Linked DNA regions of Mus musculus: region 1 is linked to region 2. A link is a contact called in public promoter capture Hi-C data. All regions are on one chromosome and are shown on one strand. Each heading gives the region's core, a stretch centred on a gene start, on an enhancer-like site or on the middle of the called end of the contact. The rest is flanking DNA. Distances are from core to core; before and after follow the strand shown. Region 1 holds the start of Selenbp2 (selenium binding protein 2). Region 2 holds the start of Mrpl9 (mitochondrial ribosomal protein L9).

The links. Capture Hi-C pulls out chosen DNA fragments and counts their contacts.
Region 1: a promoter capture Hi-C map of liver shows a contact between it and region 2. The contact joins the promoter of Selenbp2 here to the promoter of Mrpl9 in region 2. A contact is called at or near these places in 3 of 39 promoter capture datasets (cranial neural crest, embryonic stem cells and frontonasal cranial neural crest), 1 of 15 datasets of contacts at CTCF or cohesin (the NIH/3T3 cell line) and 3 of 9 other capture datasets (liver, macrophages and pancreatic islet).

The regions. Positions count from the first base shown.
Region 1 is chr3:94,691,897-94,694,930 of GRCm38.p6, forward strand. It overlaps Selenbp2 (selenium binding protein 2), which reads left to right and starts at 1,677. Exons shown (of 12, transcript NM_019414.2): 1 at 1,677-1,766. The coding sequence starts at 1,763.
Region 2 is chr3:94,441,853-94,444,919 of GRCm38.p6, forward strand. Mrpl9 (mitochondrial ribosomal protein L9) reads left to right here and starts at 1,484. Exons shown (of 7, transcript NM_030116.2): 1 at 1,484-1,642; 2 at 1,807-1,963; 3 at 2,735-2,859; 4 at 3,049-3,067. The coding sequence starts at 1,499.

The DNA of each region.
Region 1 (3,034 bases), core at 427-2,926, 250 kb after region 2:
TTTCTTCTGGTGGTTATCTTGAGCCCATGTTACCCATTTCCCTATTCAATGAGAGCCTCACTTCAGAGCTTTTTTTTTTTCGAGACAGGGTTTCTCTGTATAGCCCTGGCTGTCCTGGAACTCACTCTGTAGACCAGGCTGGCCTCGAAATCAGAAATCCACCTGCCTCTGCCTCCTGAGTGCTGGGATTAAAGGTGTGCTCACTTCAGAGCTTTTATCTAAGATGAAAGTAGTGTCTACCGACAGTTGGATTCCCTGAAGTGTGTGGACAGGAGCCTTCCCTGGGCAAGCACCTCACACTGAGGACAGTGGCAGCCCGGGCTCCATGGGAGAGAGGGTTACATAGTCCTCCTGCTGAGCCCTTCAAACCCACACTTTCCTAGGTGAAGGGCAGCCCTGCACGGGGTTAACAGGATCAGGCCTCAGCCTAGCTTTGAGGAGCCCTGTTAATGGGCCTCAGTGAGAGAGGATATGTCTAATCCTGTTGGGACTAGATGTCCCAGGATGGGGTGACCCAAGGTTGTGGGGAGGCTTCCCCTTCTCCTCGGAGAAGGGGAGGGAGTAACAGGGGGAGGGATTTATAAGGGCAGGACTGGGTGGAGAGGAGGGGGAGGGGGGCTTCAATCCGGATGCAAAGTGAATAAAAATAAATAAATTACTGAAAAAAAGAAAGAGTTCTTCAGCAAGCAATGATTTACTGATGTATATTACAGCCACAGGCTTAACAACCTGAGCAGACACTTACTCTTCAAGCTAGAGGACCCACCCCAAGACAAGGAGTGCCCCTGAACATTTTCTGTCGCCACCCAATTGGGGACAGTAGCATCTGTTGATTTCCTCTCTGACCCTGCATCCAGCCCCTCAGGGCAGCAGACTCTGTGGTGAGGGGGAGTTAGTTCACTTTCACCTCCTGGGGTTTCTGAGGGAAATTGGCAGTAATAGCAAACACTAGGCTTTCTCCCACTTCAAAGCTCAAGGCTCATAGTGGTTCTGGGGAAAGTGGGACCTAGGCTCACCCCTCAGCCTTGGCTCTGTGGGCAGCTGCTGTGGAAAGGCCTGGGGGAGGGGTCTGGGTGATCAGAACTGTTTTTTGGAGCATGAATGTCTAGAAGAAGAGGACAATCATCAGAGAAAGCTGGCTTTCGATGCAGCAGTGGGAACAAACAGGTCCTCAACCGTGGGTACCCTGAAATGTCCATGGGCATGGCCAGACACATAAACGAGCATTTGAAGTCACAGGAACATGTGAATGCATACATATAAACACTCCTCTCACACGGTTCCTGCTCACATGGGCACACACAGGCATATACACGTCCAGGCGGAAGCACATACAAATTCACACCTGTGCATACACAAACATAAAGGCACATGGATAGGAACCCACAGGAGAAGGCTACACAGGCACACAAACTTAATACAGACCAAAGTACCCACTAATGGCTCAGATGTTTTTTGCATGTGTATATACACGTACATATGTGCACACCTGTGCACAAGTGTGCGTGTGTGCACACACACACCCTGTAATTTGAACAGCCAGGCCACTTGACAGCTTCCTGGTTAGCTGCCCTTTATAGTTTACCCTGGAAGGCAGCCAGGTCCCTCCCCTTGCTCCACCTCTCCCCCAATTAGATGCATAAATTCCCTCCTTTTGCCCCTTACCTGTGCAGTCTGCACTTAATACCAGCACTGGTCTCTGCTGAGCCTCTGCTCATTCCTGGCAAATCCTGCAGGACCCGAGTGTCAGCCAGCCAGCAGCATGGGTAAGGAAAAGGCTCTCAAACCATGTGTAGGCTGCCTGTAGTTTGGAGGGTCCTCCTCCTTCCAGGAAATGACCCGGAACTGTGAGGCAGACAGTGACGAAAGAGTTGGACTCTTGTTCCTACCCTGCAGACATGCACATAGCAGCTCAAGTGAAAACTTCATGCACACTATTTTTCAGCCTGGCCTAAGTTCTAAGGAACAGAAAGGGACCGCCAGAAATGGTGGTTTGTGAATCCTACCCAACCTCGGTAGGGGAAGGGGCAGGGGCAGTGCAGCTTGTCACCCTCGTAAATATATGATTCTGGTTTTAGCACGGGGTCAATGGGTTGGGGGGGCGGGTGTTACAAAAGAACAATCATCACAGCCTGGATCTCTCAAGCTGCTTCATATCACCAGTCAATGGGGGAAGTCAGGGGCAGCCACACTAGCGCACTGAGGGCCTGATTCTGCGCCCCTCCCAAGTCCCACAGCCCTCTTATCCTTTTGCCTGCGAGCTCCTGGGTATCAGTCTGAGAGTCTGGGTTTCAGAAGGAATGTTGAGGCCCTGCTCCCCTTATTGCTGGCTCTTCCCTGGGCTAGTAGAAAGACCAGTGGCCATCCTGGCACAGAAAATCCACTTGAACTTTGCCTGGGTTCCCCAAACTCAAAATGTCATAGACCTTGCTTAAAATGCTTACGACTGGAGGATGCCACACAGAGAAAGATGGTGCCCCAGGCGACCTAGCAGCCTGGACCAAGCCTTGGGTGGTGGGATAAACCTCCTCCACTTTTCTCCTCTTCTTAATGATGTTTTTATTTTATGAACATTTCTGTATGTTCATGTGTAGCACATACGTATCTAGTGCCAACTGGGGCCAGAAGAAGGTGTCAGACAGTTCTGAGTTCCATGGGTGTGTTCTTCACCCCTGAGCCATTTCTTGAGTCCTAGAACAGAATTTGTTGTTGTTGTTATTGTTGTTAGGGTTGTTTGTTTGTGGTTGGTTGGTTGGTTGGTTGGTTTCTGAGACAGGGTCTCACTATGTAGCTCTGGCTGATCTGGAACTCACTGTATGTAGATCAGGCTGACAGAGATCCTCTGGCCTCTGCCTCTTGAGTGCTGGGCTTCATGTGTTGCACCCCTTTAAGTCAGTGTGTGGTGGCTCATGCCTGTCACCTCAGTGCTAAGGAGACTGAGGCAGAAGGATCTTGGGGAGATCGGGCTCCCCAACTCCAACACTGTTACTGCTTCCCTACTTCGTATACCTTCTCGATGTGGATCTCCTGGGTG
Region 2 (3,067 bases), core at 234-2,733:
AGCTCACAAGGCCTCAACCCTAGACAAAGAGCTACAGGCAAGAAAAGAATGCTGAGAACAGGAGAAATAATCTTCCCCAGGGAAGAGCACACCAGTTGGTTACCCAATACGAAATGATCAGCCCTGAAAACATACATACGTACAAGTAAGAATGTACAGACTGAGCAGATTATATTTATATATTTAAGAATGTATAAACACAAATATAAATAACAAGGGGAAAGAGTCCATGAATCTGAGAGAGGAGGAGAGGGGTTAGAAGGAGAAAAAGGGTAAAATTATATAATCTCAAATATACAAACGTGTAAAAATTTTAAAATAATAAGATGTTTCAAAGAATGGAGGAAAACAAAACAACAAAATGGAATTCTCATCAGCTGTAACAGGAACACCTGCAGGTAGGGCAGTTTATAAAGAATGGGGCATACATTACGTTTTAAATGTCTGTTAGACATATAAGATGATGATGAATAAGAAGTTGGGTATTCCAATGTGAAGTTTGTGGGAGCCTAGGATAAGAATTTGGACATCACTGGCATATAAATAGCGGTTAGCCATAAGGTGAACTGAGAGCATCAAGACACTGGATACTAAAAAGAATGAAATTCCACATACTGAGTGCTGGGTGCAAACAATTAAAAGACTGTTGAAGACTTGTCCTGAATACCAAGGAAATGCGTGTAGGTCAGTCTATGTAAGTGCACATAAAATGGAGTGTAGCACATCTTTCCACACTCCTTTATAGACCCTCATTTTATAACCATCTATTAAGCACAAAGACTCCACAGAAGGACCTGCTTGTGCCTAACAGTAGTTTCTTTTTCTCTACAGTTTGTCTCCTGCAACTCTTTAAATATTAGCTTAAATACAATAGTAACAATATCATGGAAAGTTGCAGAGTTTTTAGAGGATCCCATCCTTCGACTACTTTTAGAAAGATTCAAGGGAAAATTGAGAGTGACATCCATATTTTAGTGTTCAGAAATTATAGCATGTCAAAATTAGAAGTGATCCCAGTACCTAGAACTAAACCAAACCACTTATATTGTTATCATTGGTTTTTATGGATAAAAATCCTCCTCCTCACCAGTTAATTATTATTATTGGTCTCGCTATGTAGCCCTGGCTGGCCTAGAGCTTGAGATGTAAACCAGATTAGCTTGAACTTGTCCTGCAGGAAGATTACAGGGTGCGCCAAGCCCCCTCCGCCTCTTTTTTTAAAAGTGAAGCCAAAAAAAAAAAAAAAAAAAAAAAAAAGTACGTTTTCCACTGTCGGTCCACGCAAAGCTCTGTGGAAAGTGGTGACAAAAAAAAAAAAAAGCAGTTCTCTCCGCTGTCCTATCGTCGGCGTGCAAGGCGGGGTTGCGGCAACTCTCCCACTCCCCATGCCCAGGTCTCAGCGCAGCCTATATCTATACCACTCAGGCGCGCCGCGGGCAGCCCAGAGGCGCAGCTGCGCATGCGCGGGGTCCTTCTTCCGCCTGTCCGCTCCGCTGTCATGGCGGCCTCTGTGGCTCCCGGGGTTAGGACTCTGTGGTGGGCAGGTGCTGCTTGGCTGCGTCAAGGAGGCATCCGGGAGCTATTCCGGCCGCGAATTGAAGGGAGTACCCCGGGGCGTGACTTCAGTCTCTCTCATTATCAGGTGAGGGCCGGCTGGGGCTTGGGTCCTACACGGTGGGGGACAGGAGTGTCGTTCGTGCCAGACTCAGACTGCGGGGCTGGGGGGCAGACTTTCCTGGGGACGCCGGCGGGGTGGCGGGTTGTTCTCTGCGGACACTCGCTCACCCCAGCCTCCCTGACCACCAGAGCACGGTCATCGTGGAGCGCTGGTGGAAGGTGCCGCTCGCCGGGGAGGGCCGAAAGCCGCACCTGCACCGGCGTCACCGCGTGTATAAGTTGGTGGAGGACACGAAACACCGGCCCAAAGACAACTTGGAGCTCATCCTCACGCAGTCTGTGGACGGTAAGGCTTGGGCCCAGGTACTGACCCCTTCCCCTGTCCCTGTCCTCTGTCCCCTGCTCTTGTTTGACGTTAACCGCTTCCTGCCTCTCTTTTGTTGCTTTGTTTTTACTACTTTGTGGTTCTGGTGAGAAAAAAAAAGTCACGGAAAATTAAAACGTGTGTGCAATATTGTTAACTGTGTAAAGAGAAGCCTAACAGTTCGCAGCACAAACAGTGACATTCTTTGATTGAACAGCTCAGTCTGCACCAGTTTTTAAGCTAGACGTGTGACAAGTGTAGTTCCTAATAAATGCATGGTGTGTGTGTGTGTGTGTGTGTGTGTGTGTGTGTGTGTGTGTGAGAGAGAGAGAGAGAGAGAGAGAGAGAGAGAGAGAGAGAAAGAGAAAGAAGGGGGGCGCCAAAGGTCCACCTTATTTGATACAGGGCATGAGTTGAGCCCCCAGGGATGTAGGTATTACCTCCCCTCAGTGCTAAGGTTATGGACAATATCCAAACTCAGATCCTCTATGCAGCTGGCACTTTAACGACTGGACCTTATAACCTGCCCTAGTAAATTGACGGTGGTGGTGGTGGTGGTGTTTGTAAGGAAGAATAAAAACTGTGAGAAAGTAAGGGCTGTCTCTTTTCTATGCCCCTCCCTTTTGGTGATGCTGGAGATGTACCCCAAGGCCTGAGTACACTAAGGCACAGCCTTTACCTGTGGCTGATCCCATGATCATCTTTTCCATAGCCTGCAGAGATTTCATCTGCCATTCCCGTTCTCATTGACAGAAATTGGAGTCCGGGGTGATCTGGTCTCAGTGAAGAAATCTGTGGGTCGTAACAAGCTCCTTTCTCAGGGACTGGCAGTGTATGCTTCTCCTGAAAATAGGAAGCTGTTTGAAGAGGAGAAATCGGTGAGCTCAAAGGACCAAGGGGTTTGGAAAAATAAAACTTTAAGGTACCTGCTAGGAAGTCCTTCCTTTTGTTGTTTAATTCAAAGATGAAGTAACAGCTAGAACCCAGAAGCCCACCAGTTCCCAGCACAGCTGGGCTGTAATTACTCAGTGTGGCGCATTGCTTCTACTCAGTTTCATCTCTTTCAGCTGAGACGCGAAGGAAAAC